3 separate regions of the Zea mays genome follow, and regions 1 and 2 are each linked to region 3. A link is a contact called in public Hi-C data. All regions are on one chromosome and are shown on one strand. Each heading gives the region's core, a stretch centred on a gene start, on an enhancer-like site or on the middle of the called end of the contact. The rest is flanking DNA. Distances are from core to core; before and after follow the strand shown.

The links. Hi-C and Micro-C count contacts between places; a contact is called where the count stands out from the background.
Region 1: a Hi-C map of ear shows a contact between it and region 3, with 1.8 times the contacts expected there. The contact joins the promoter of LOC100282937 here to the promoter of LOC100273069 in region 3. A contact is called at or near these places in 3 of 25 Hi-C or Micro-C datasets (ear, endosperm and leaf).
Region 2: a Hi-C map of ear shows a contact between it and region 3, with 1.8 times the contacts expected there. The contact joins the promoter of LOC100283257 here to the promoter of LOC100273069 in region 3. A contact is called at or near these places in 3 of 25 Hi-C or Micro-C datasets (ear and leaf).

Annotation. Positions count from the first base shown.
Region 1 is chr9:134,360,918-134,364,891 of Zm-B73-REFERENCE-NAM-5.0, forward strand. It overlaps LOC100282937 (TRAF type zinc finger domain containing 1), which reads left to right and starts at 2,154. Exons shown (of 5, transcript NM_001397647.1): 1 at 2,154-2,463. The coding sequence starts at 2,396. LOC103639124 (alpha-N-acetylglucosaminidase) reads left to right here. Exons shown (of 19, transcript NM_001328056.1): 18 at 15-93; 19 at 193-605. The coding sequence ends at 431.
Region 2 is chr9:133,994,318-133,998,273 of Zm-B73-REFERENCE-NAM-5.0, forward strand. LOC100283257 reads right to left here and starts at 1,833. Exons shown (of 6, transcript NM_001156159.2): 1 at 1,616-1,833; 2 at 1,424-1,500; 3 at 1,265-1,326; 4 at 134-252. The coding sequence starts at 1,669.
Region 3 is chr9:134,129,845-134,134,115 of Zm-B73-REFERENCE-NAM-5.0, forward strand. It overlaps LOC100273069, which reads left to right and starts at 2,163. Exons shown (of 1, transcript NM_001147518.1): 1 at 2,163-3,252. The coding sequence starts at 2,199. The coding sequence ends at 2,975. LOC103639119 (protein HUA2-LIKE 2) reads left to right here. Exons shown (of 14, transcript XM_035962675.1): 11 at 1-35; 12 at 203-376; 13 at 1,060-1,105; 14 at 1,203-1,672. The coding sequence ends at 1,085.

The sequences.
Region 1 (3,974 bases), core at 904-3,403, 230 kb after region 3:
AACTTTTTCACCAGTACGAGTGGAACGCCAGAACACAGGTGACGATGTGGTATGACAACACGGAGACCGAGCAGAGTAAACTGCATGACTACGGTAATGGCTAGTACAATGGAACAGTTTCTTTAGTTGTTTAGCTGTATGGTTTCAGCTTTGCGTTACTAATGTTGTTCTCCGTAAACACCAAATCACCAGCCAATAAGTTTTGGAGCGGGCTGCTGAAGAGCTACTACCTTCCAAGGGCGTCAAAGTACTTCGCCTACTTAACGAGGAGCCTGCAAGAGAACCGGAGCTTCCAGCTGGAGGAGTGGAGGAAGGACTGGATCTCGTATTCCAACGAGTGGCAGTCCGGAAAGGAGGTGTACGCCGTGAAGGCCACGGGTGATGCTTTGGCGATTGCCAGGTCACTGTACAGAAAATACTTGAGGCCTTGAGCTAGTGCTAGTCAATGCACGGATGTGACCATTAGAATAAGTGGATTCCACATCTCTCTCCATCAATTTAAGTTTAATTGATACATATAATTTAATATATGGTGTCAGTCAGATATCTTTGAGTTTTAAATCTTGATTAGCACAATTAAATAAAATAGATATTGCTCGTTCCTATTTTTATCTCTGACTCCTCCGGAGTCCGGAGAGCAACTCCAAAAAAGAGACCTATATTTGAGTCCTAAATATTGTTTTTGACCTGATTTGATTTGTTTTAGGACCCTAACATATTATCTGCCAACAATCAGGCCTTAAACATCTATTTATCAATAACCAAACGGGCTAGCACAGAAAAATCAAGCGCCAAACAACGTAAGAGTGAAGTCTTATATGAATTTACTGCAATGTTGGAGACTATTTTCTGGTCCCCTGTATTTTAAGATACGACTCAGTTTGGATCTTTGTTGGAGTTGCTCTGAGAGAGCTAGAGGATTTAGACATAACATATGCAGAGCTGTAGGGGTGATATATGTATGAAGATGATATATATCCAGTGCATGAAAGATTATTGTACATGGTGCATATATTAAATCATCATTATTTATCTTAGATCTAATATCTCTGCTTGATCATTGTAATTTATAAATAACATCTTCCACCACTACACTCTCACCACGTGGAAGGGTGTCTTTAGCAAAATATACCAAACAACTAGATACAACTAGAAACCTTATATCTAGATAGATGATGATGATTAATATATGTATCATGTGCACATATATAACCAGATAACTAGAGACGTTAGATCTAATCAGGGTGCTTCCAAACATGTAGTAGTTAAACAAATACCGCCCTCTTTGGGTAAAGAAAGACCATATATATAATTACGTGGTACTTTCTTTCACCAACCTCTATTTTTATTGTGTGTTGCTCAAATAGTAAAATTATTATAGATTCAATAAAAAAGTCATCAAAAGCAGATAAATTAAGACCTGTTTGAAAGCAACCTAGTTTTTAAGAATTTGGTTTTTATCTCTAATTTTTTTAGAAAATATCTTACGAAAAAATGGGTTTATAGTGTTTGGAATCACCTTAGTTTTCATAAACTGGGTTTAGTTAGGAGAGGCTAGTTTCTTGGTTTTTAATATGTAAACTGAGATGTATATTGGTATGTTTGGAACACCTCAGTTTTCATAAACCAGTTTCTTTAAAACTGGATGCTTTCAAACATGCCCTAAGGCCATCTTCAACATGTCATGTAAATGGGCGTGCAAAGTACTGTTTTGCACTGTAGATTACACTGTTTGTAGAGTGGAGTTTGAAATAGAGAGTGAGGTAGGGAGTGAGGCAAGGAGTCTAATGAAGATAGTCTAATTGAGTGTTTGGTTTGAAGAATCACTCCATTCAATATGTAATGGTACATCATGAGTTTATTTCTCAAATTTAGTTGGATGATCTCAACTAACTAAGTATAAAGAATGAGGTGGTGATGTATCAACTCATTCATTTCGCAAACCAAACAAAAGTGAGGAGTTAGAAAATGATGAACTAATTTATTCCTTAAACTAAATACCCTATAAATACCAAAGGGTTAGTTTGATAATCTCATTTTTTTCAAGGAATTTTTATTTTTCAAAGAAAAATTTAAAAAATTACTTTATTTTTTCTCTTGCGAAAATAAAGTCCCAAACTATAAAAATGCTTGTTTGACACGCGGAAGAAGGGAAGGTGAAAGTCGATGCCAGTAGTAGCTACAGCAGTTAATGCGAAAAACTGAAGCATGCCACGCCTGACCGACCCCCTTCTCGCCTAATGTCCGTGCCCCGACTGCGTCTCCGCCCCGACTCACCCGCAGCCTGTCTCTGCTCGGCGGCGGCCGTCTCGACTGCGGGAGAGGGGAGCGCCCCTTCGCCGATCTGATCGGGAGCTGCAGGCCAAACGGCGAGGCGAGCCCATCAGGAACCACCATGGCAGCGGCAGCCGCCGACTCCGATCCCGCCGCAGCTGTGGCCGACATGTCCACCTGCGCCCATTGGTCCGTTACTGGCTCCGAATTTCTTTCCCTTCTCCCTGTTCCTCACGCTTCCCGGTCCCTTGGTGCACGTGCATCGCCGTGTCGGGTGATGCGCTTGATCTCGTAGGCTTGGATCTGAGCTGGGGAGAACCCCGATGCGGTCGAGGAGGAGGAGAATTTCTATGGTGACGAGAGACGCTGTTTGTTGGGTTCTGATCCGCCGTACCGCGTGATCAGTATGTTGATGACGTTATTGGCGTTGTCGTAGCACCATATTTGGAGTTAGAAAGATATGCGACGTTCTAATCTATGGCCATATTTGAACCTCTAGAGCTACTCACCCAGACAGCCTATGTTGTGCTCGGTTTGAGATATGGAGTGGTTCATCATTTTTCTCACTCAAGAGTTTGTTAGATTCTCCACCAATCCTCCTCCCTCATCCCTCAAGCTAATAATTAGTTAGTACAAGCATGAGAATGGGGTGATTCATTGGATTCGTGAAATGAACTCATGATGCACCGCCTCATCTAGGATGAGTTGATCCTCAAACCAAACACCCCCTAATAGTGACTAAGCCTAGATCTGCTATAATTTTTCATTTCAAGCTAGCGAAACAATTACAGATCAGAATGAATGATGACTTGTGCGATGGTTGGTATATGTATTTCTGCACATATTGCTGAAATAACCTTAGATGGACTAATCAACTGTTGGTTGGAGGAAAAAAAAACCCCGGAGAATCTTTCCTAATCATTGGTACCAAGGCATTGTTATTTGTTTTTATCCAATGTAAAGACAATGTGTGTTTACGTGTTTATTCTTTTTGGGTTCATTTGTTTATTACTTATACAAATGATGAACAAACTGTATCTGTGTAAGAGTCAGGGGCGATTCTAGGGAGGGGCACAGGGGGGCAATGTCCCCCCTAATCTTCTACAAATTCCATAGAAGCTACTAATTTTTTTAGCTAATCACCATATAAATAATGTAAAATACCTCTTAACAGCCCCCTCAATCTAATTTGTCCCTCTCAATCTCAAATGCTGGCTTCGCCCCTGGTAAGAGTAGGTGGTTGCAGAATGCTTGACTTGTATTCAACACAACTGTAGTACAAATACAACATAGAAGGCAGAATCAAGTCCTGGTATTCTGTTGTACAGTTAACCACCGGTGGACCTAGTAGCGATCTTGCTAACGACCATCCAATTATGGATCCTATACTTGGTTGCCTACAGAAAAAAAAACTCGGCTGGGGAAGGAAAAACCGCCTTCCCGATATTATATTAAGAAGAGACCGAAACATGATCCTGGCCAAGAAAATCCCTGAACCCTAGCCCCCATCACTAGCAGGCTGTCACCGTCCACTCTGCAACGGCCCAGCCGGAGGGTGGCGTGCAGGACGTAACTCAAGAGCGGGCAGACACATCGAGGGGATTTTTTTAACCAAGCCATAAATTCACCCTTGAGGGGATCGAACCTAGGACCTGAAGGTGCTACTCAGAAGTCTTAACCATTATGTTAGAGGCCCTTTC
Region 2 (3,956 bases), core at 583-3,082, 140 kb before region 3:
AGAAATTAGCGTAAGTAATATCCAATATTATTCTAGCTGCCAGGTAAACGAGACTACTGTTCAGAGTACCTTATCTAAGAAAAAGGACCAAAAGTTCCCTAGCAAGCTAGCAAGTCTGGTAAACAGTTCTCACCTTCTGAAAAACTGGGTATTCAGCTTTAAATCTGGTGCAAGCAAAGTCTTGTATCTGCTGATCAGTACCTGGCTCCTGTCGCAAGAACTGATTGCAAGGGAATGCCAATATCTCGAAGTCTAGCAAGATTGGAAGTAAAATCAGTTTCTGTTAGATCTAGAGAATAAAACCATTTCAATGGAATATCAAGCGCAGACTGAATCAAAGTACACACAGGCATAGTTGCAAAAGACAATGGGATTGTTTGATAGCCATATACTGAATTCACAACAGAGCAAATTTGCTGCAAGTGTAAGTGGGTACAGTACTTGATGCCTTAGACTATCTCAAGTAGCTTACACATCCCCATACCTATATTTAAACTCCACTCTGCGAACAATACAGTCTACAGTGCAAAACAATGTTTTTGGGTAAACTATGGATAGACTACTGCAGACGGCCTTAGTAGCAAGAAAAACATTATCATTCTAGCGTCATTTAAACTCCATACAGTTTTGATTTAATTTCGCCAAACAGTCATACAATTTTTATTTAATTTCACCAAACAGTGCAATGTTGGCTGAGAGCCAGAAAATGTTAGGTGGAAGCTAATTTTAGTTGTCGAAGAAATTTGGGAAAACAATCCTCAAGGAAACAAACCATCTTCTTTGGGAAACAGGGTTCTCACAGGCTCCTTTCAGAACCCTTCGCTGATCCTCAAAAGGTATCTGCAAGTTAGAACTACTATCCAAGCACTCCAGAAAACGGGAGATCATTCAGATTTGATAAGCGAATGCAATGAAATTGTATGCGCACTTCACCAGCTGCCTATCTAATCTAAGCTGCATAAAACACATGCATGTCTGAAAATAGTTGAAGAAATGAGCTACAGGTAAACAAAGCTTTTGGTATGAATGCTGTGTGGCAAGCAATGTAAAATCTCCCTTGGGCAAGACTACTCGCACACTTTTTTCAGGAGAATATTTTTCGTGATTTTTTGCCATTCCACTTCAAACAGAAGACAAGAACCACTGTTCCAACAAGCATCAACGTGCACTACTCCAATTACCCACTTCTACGCACCAACTTCCAGAGAGATTCACATTTCAGGCGCAACAACAGATCAAGAACCACATCAGGCAAAGAACAGACCTTTGTCCCTGTACTTCTGATAAAGCTCCGTCAGCTGCGTGTAATTGGTCTCCGTGAACCCACTGACGGCATCGAGAACATCAAAACTGTCTCAGCATCTCCCGAACCACGAGAATACCAAGAACAAATTCTTCCAACTGTCAGGGAAAGATAGCGTACCATTTGGAGGCGACGTTAACAACAAGGAGGACCTTCCCCTTGTAGGTTTCCAGGCTCACTTCCTTGCCGTTGCAATCCTGCTCCACGAATAAACCCCAAAATTATCTTTTTGCGAAAAAAAATCAGAAAAAGAAACTAAAAATACAAACAGGACCACGCAGGAGCGTGATCTCGGGATGGGGATCGCCGCACCTTGACGGTGAATTCGTGTATGGAGGTCTCCGGCACGGATTCGGCCGCCCCCATCTCGCCTCCGCTTCGCCTCTCCTTCCCTTCCCTACCCGAACGGGGCTCTCTGGAATCCCCGTCTCCTGATTTGATTTTTCTCGTGTTTTTTTTCTTTTTGTTCCAGTAATAATGGGGAGGGAAGAGCGGAGAGAAGCGCGTGGTCGTTTATTCATAGAACGCCGAGCGGTTGAGCAGTGGCACAGGCTGTCAGGTCTGCATCTGGGCCCACGAATAGCATTAATGTGACGGCACAAAACCACAAACCGTGTCGACTCCTCTTCTCTGTTGCGGTGGATATTGCAGCGGGAGATTGAAGTTGCCGTGGAGGAGTAATGAATTTATTAGAGGGTGTTTGGCATACCAGATTTGTTATAAAGTTATAGGTGGAGCAACTCTAGATTGTCTTTATAACCGGTAATAGTGATGGATAAATATTTTTCAAACTTCATGAGTTGACTTTTAGTTGTTTCAGAGCAATAAAAAAAGATTTGTACCTTAGCTCTCAAATTTTAGGGAGTTTAAGAGAGTTTGGCTGACTCTAACTAGTTCTTTATAAAATCTTGCTCTGAGAGCAACACCACTAGTTCCCTAAAGAACTCTCTAAATCTTAAATATAAAAAGTAAACAGAAAAATGCTTCTCCAATGGTTCTCTAAATAGACTTGCTAAATTTACTTAGTTGCTATTAAACTCTATTTACTCTCCAAATTTAGCAACTCGATAGGAACTCCCTTAATACAGTTGGCGTCAATTTATTCACATTAGCGTGATTATTTTTCCCTTTTCCACACACTGAGATAGCCAGGTATAGCACACTTTTTTTCCCACTTTCTAGCATAGTGAGGTAGCTAGGTCAAACACGTGTGACACACGTTTCTCCTTTACCGTCGAACCCAACTTCCTCATAGGTTGCGCCACCGGACCATCACTCCTCCATAGTTAATGTCGACCGGCCTTTTCTCTTCCGTCCTCGACATCCTCTGCTCTCAACCTTATTGTCAGCCAGATATCATGGGAGGCAGGGCTGCCAAAGCTAGATTCAAAATACTTCCTAAATATGAGCAACTATTGGAGACTAAGTTATTTTTTACTTCCAATAGCTATTTAGCAACTTGCTAAACATGATTTTAACAAACTCTTTTTTAAGAACTATTGGAGTTGCTCTGAAGTTATGCGTTATGCCAAACACCCTCTAAAGTCTATAACGAAATCTTATGTAAATTCAAGGTAGAATAGGTTTATAATGATATATTGGAGACTGATATAAAACTTAGACCTCTTGATCATCCTAAGTCCGTAGTTTACTAATCCGAGACTACCTCGATGACGATATGAGTCCTAAAGCCTAATCCGAGGGATTAAAAGGAATGATCTCCTATCCTAGGGAGATGGCGATGTTGGTCCTTTGGATTTTGTGGGCGTAGCCCTATAGAAAAAATTAATTAAATCCTATAAAATCTCAAAGACCTATATATGATAAGGAAATGGTCCCATATTGATAGTTTAAGTAGAGTTAGACTAGTTTATATGTGGTGGTGTTTCTCTCTCACCAAATCATGAATGAGGGGAGAGAGGACGGAGTACTACACCTGCATGCTCTCGCTCGCCATGCCTGGCCTGGCACGAGTGCGCAACGTGAATGGTCCACCGAAATTCGGTCCCTCGCCTTGCGTGGACATGACTACCTTTTTGCTATTTTTATTTTTATTTGTCGATACTTTGTTGTTAAGTTATAGTCTTTATCGGATCACGGTTAGATCGTGACATGAATCCTTATCAGATCACGATCAGTTTTTATCGAATCACGATCAAATCTGACATGGGTCCTTATCAGATCGAAAGACGTGGAGGTGACTCTACAAATTATTATGAACAATCGTCGCCAAAAATATGCTATACACGAGTTAGGTTTTGCCTTTGCTTGTTCTTGCGTCGTCGTCATGGTCTTTTTCACCCCAAGCGCCGACATGCATCTGCAATCGAAAGAACAAGTCTCGAGAACCAATCGCCCCTTTAGATCCTGCACTTGGAGAAGGTGCGAGACTGCTCGCGTCCTTCTCGATGACTGTTGCTGACGTCATCCTTGACGCTTATGAATTGTGCCTAACAACCATCGCGAAAGATATGCTATACATGAGTTAGGTTTTGTCTCTAGTTGTTGTTGCGTTGTTATGGTCTTCATCTCGAGCACCAGCGTGCATCAGCAATTGGGAGAGCAAGTCTCCATAACCCATCGCCCTCGAATCCACTACTAGGAGAGGGTGAATAAGGTTTTTAGGAAGCGTCTTCATATGTTCGCCCGATGA
Region 3 (4,271 bases), core at 913-3,412:
TGCCGCTGACCAGGGAAGATATTCTTTTCCTCCAGGTACATTTCTTGCCATGGTCATGAACCTTTTCTTACTTACCATGGTTATCATGCTGTAAGATACCTTAACAACAATAGGATATGCTAGTGCCTGAGCTATTGCTTGTTATATAATCATCAACATCCAGCACTGAGTTTCTTTGTTTTTGTTGTTGAGCCATGTGCAGGTCCTCCTCGGATTCCTGACCATTTTGAAGCTCCACCAGCCCCAATGCACTATGGGCGACCATCAGATCCTCCGCCAAGGCCTTGTGCAGGCTGGTCTAGGCCGCCTAGGATATCTGATAACTATTCTCCCTCGAGACATTCTGTGGAGCCTCCAGTTTCACATACAGCTGGAGGTATGTAACATGTTATGTCGATATATATGCTTTTTAATGGAAGTTGCTTTCATTTTTTTGAGGACTTGTTAGTTTTTGGGAAGGTCTTGTAAGGAATTGCTATTTTCCAAAATATTGAGGACTTTTGGTTTGTCCCAAGTCAAACTATACAAGTCTATAAAAAAACAGTAATATTTATGATATCAATTCAGCATTACTAGATCCATTAACCATTATGTTATATATTTCACAGCTTACTTTGATCTTGTAGATGTTAATACTCTTCTCTATAAGCTCGGTCGAACTTAAGATAGTTTGATTGATTACAAATAAAAAAAATCCTTATGTTTTGGGATGAAGTATAGTTTTGTTACAAATCTAGAGGATTCTGAGGCTTAATTCATGAGCTTCAGCTTATAGTCAGGCGGGAACGACGTGGAAAAAGAGTGCCGTAGTTTTGTTGACTAGGATTGGAATCCTGTTCTCCATTTTATGTTTACTTTGGAAAAGTAGCCTTTTGTCAGCAGTCCATTCACTGTAATCCCTGTTACTACTTGTTAATTACAAAGATGTATTTATTCCATTTGCTTGGCGTTAGATGTTAATATAACGGCCACTGGGTATTTTATGAAAGGAAGTTTCTCAGACTCTCTTGCTTGGCGAGTAAAAATTGTGGATACTCAAATCTACCTTTCACACTGCAGGTCATGGTGGATGGAGACCTAGATAACCTTTTTCGGTATCGAAGCGGTAGGCCGTTTGTTACATTGGCAGTGTTTTTTTTGTTGAGGTTTATTACAAAGGTGTTGTCTTTTTCTGTTTCATCTGACCACCCCGTTTGTTTCAGGTGCTCTGATGCTTTCCTTGGTCTGTGGGGGCTTAACCTGTGGGAGAGTCTGTCTGGTGTCTCTGCTTCAGGTTGAAGGCACCCACGGAGGTGGAGCACTCCAGGAAAGTGGGAGCTGGTACCTGCCTCCTTGTACAGATGTATCTCATGGATTCTACGGCGGTCGGGCTGCCTGAACTGCTGTTTGTACCCTAGTAGGGGTTTAGACTGCGCGACCACACGCAGAGCTGAGTTGTAGGGGTGTAGGGTGTCTTCTATCAACCGATCGTAGTCTTACATTGTACTGTTTGTTAGTGCAACAGTCCTCGATTCCATTGCTGAATTCCTCCTGGCCTCATCAGACGACAGCCAGCTGCTCTGATGTCTTGCCGAAACTGTTTGAGCACAGCGTACATATATGCCTAAAAAAGAGAAATATAAATCATTTTGCCCGTTGCACCTGCTTATATATAAGAGCATGGTCGAACTAAGGGGTGTTTGGTTTCTAGGTTCGCTCAATTTTATTTTATTTAATATGGAAATTTTAGTTAACCTAGAAATTAGTCTCTAGAAACTAAACATCTTCTAATGATGACTTGTGGTTGATCATTTCTGTTTCTCTAGAATAAAAAAATACAAATCTTATCTGATAATGTATCTGCAATCACAAGTATAGTTCCATTTAGTTTATGACTTGTGTTGGTCGAACAGCACTAAGAAAAAAAAACAAGTGAGTTGCATGCACGACCAAAGAGCCACTGACCTCTCACCAGCAGCAACCAGTACGTAAACAGGGTGGCCATGCATGCCGCTGGTATGAAGCACCTAATTCACCGATGCTCCGCTCACTCCTACTCGTCTGGTTACGGAGGAAGCACCTAATCCAGACCGTGCAGCGGCTGACCCAACTACTTGAAAATAAACAATCCACGTCTTTATATAAACAAGTCGCACGCCGCCAGCGATCTAGGGAGGCTTCACAACGGCGGAGCACGCTAGCAGCTAGGCCACGAGACGATGGCGGCCCCGGCGCCTCACGTCGCGGTGGTCGCCGCCGTCCTGCTCCTCCTCCCGTCCCTCCTCGCCGTCGTCGCGCAGACGCCAAAGGGCGCCAAGGCGTTCTGCATTAGCCAGTTCGCCATCGCCAGCCAGGCCTGCTCCATCCTGCCGCCGAGTCCACCCGACGAGCACCACCACGACGACGAGGATGATGACGATGACGACGACGGCGACGACGAGCATCATGACCGCGACCGTCGCAGCCACCACGCGGCGGCCATGAGCTTCTCGGCACTGATGGCGAGGAATAACGGCAGCCACGGGGTCGTCTCTGGGAACCGCACCGTTGGTCACCACCAGCACCAAAGCAACCGCACCCGCGGCGGGCGCGGTCGAGGCCGTGGGCGTGGCCGCCATGGGCGTCTGCGGGACGACGGCGACAACCACAACGCCGACGATCCTGATCACGACGACGATCATGACGACAACAACGATGACCATGACGACGACGACAACGACCACCATGACACTGACGACCCGGACCACGACGATGACCACGACGACGACGACGACGACAATAACGACGATGATAATGACGACGACGACGACCATGACCACCACGATGAAGAGCTCCGCGCGTACCGTGACTGCTGCCGATGGCTCAAGGAGGTGCAGAAGGACTGCGTCTGCGAGGCGCTGCTGCGGCTGCCCCCCTTCCTCGTCAAGCCGCAGCACACTTACGTGGTCAGGGTCGGCAGGACGTGCAAGATCACCTACCGCTGCGGCGGCGTCTAGCTAGCCCCATGTCGCCGCCCTGCCACCACCGTCTAGACGTCCATGCAGCTGCCGTTCATGGCTGGAGTTTAATTAACTGCCGCGCGCCTGCTTTCTTCACGATTACGTACAAGCATATCTGGTCGTTTTGTTCACGTAGGTAATATATATAATTATTAGGTAGACACGGGGTGTGTTATTCACATATGTGTTGCAGTGCTGGTTGTCCACGCCCAGTAGTTTTGAAGTATAATGTAGCCCTCACAATTTTTTTTCTACATGTCTCCTTGTCCTTGGTACCTATTTACTCTTATTTTTGGTAAATGTTAATACACCCTTATTTTAAACCTGATCAAGTTTATAGTAAAGATTATCAATATTATCATGAATATAATCTTATTAATACGCACAATATGAAGACCCAATAAGAATACAACTTAGCACAGTATAGAGGTAAAATTCTAAGTATAAGACCCTATTCTCACATCTGTTGTCTCTCACATCCCACCCTGCCTACCCAACCTAAGCCAACATGGCGGGGCCTCACCTTGAATAGTTGAATCCCATCACTCTCCCTCCCCTTCCCTCCCCACCACCCATTGGTACATCCTTCCCTTGCTCGTACTTCCACTGCACAAGCATAACTGTACCTTAGCCCGACAAGGTACATCCTTAGCAGGACGAATGGTTCATCTCTATATCCAATCAAATTGAGGTCAGTGGTGGGCATTCCATACCTGGTTTAACTATTACGTCTCTTGTATTTGGCTTCATCCATTGACAACAAAATAGAGGGATCTTTAAATAAGATCCATACTCTAGTTTCTATATCTCCTCTTTATAACTATAGTATGAGTACTCGTTTCCATCATTGTTTGTGGCATTTATATGAATGACACTATTTTGGTTAGTGTTGTTGTCTTGTGCTCTTGTGTAAAATATTTATCCATTTATCTCGTATCCTTCGAATGTCAAGATCAAGAAAGATAGACCCCAAGCCAACCATGCTAGTTGATTATCAATACCTAGGGGTGGTAATGGATCGCGATCCAAATGCTTCTTCACAAAATGGTAGGGCCCTAAATAAATTTTAGTTCAAAAATGAATAGAAATAGAGTCTGATCCTAATCCGATTCGATCTTTAAATCTTATAGTGTAAAATTTAGAGCTCATTGTCACATTTATCAATACCCCATCACCTTTCAGGTGTTGTTGCAATCAACATGCAAAAGTATCAATGTGTTGGCATATAATCTAGGGCTCATACTTCCTGGGGTTCTCAAAATATAATAATTTATTATGTTGCTTGATATTTGG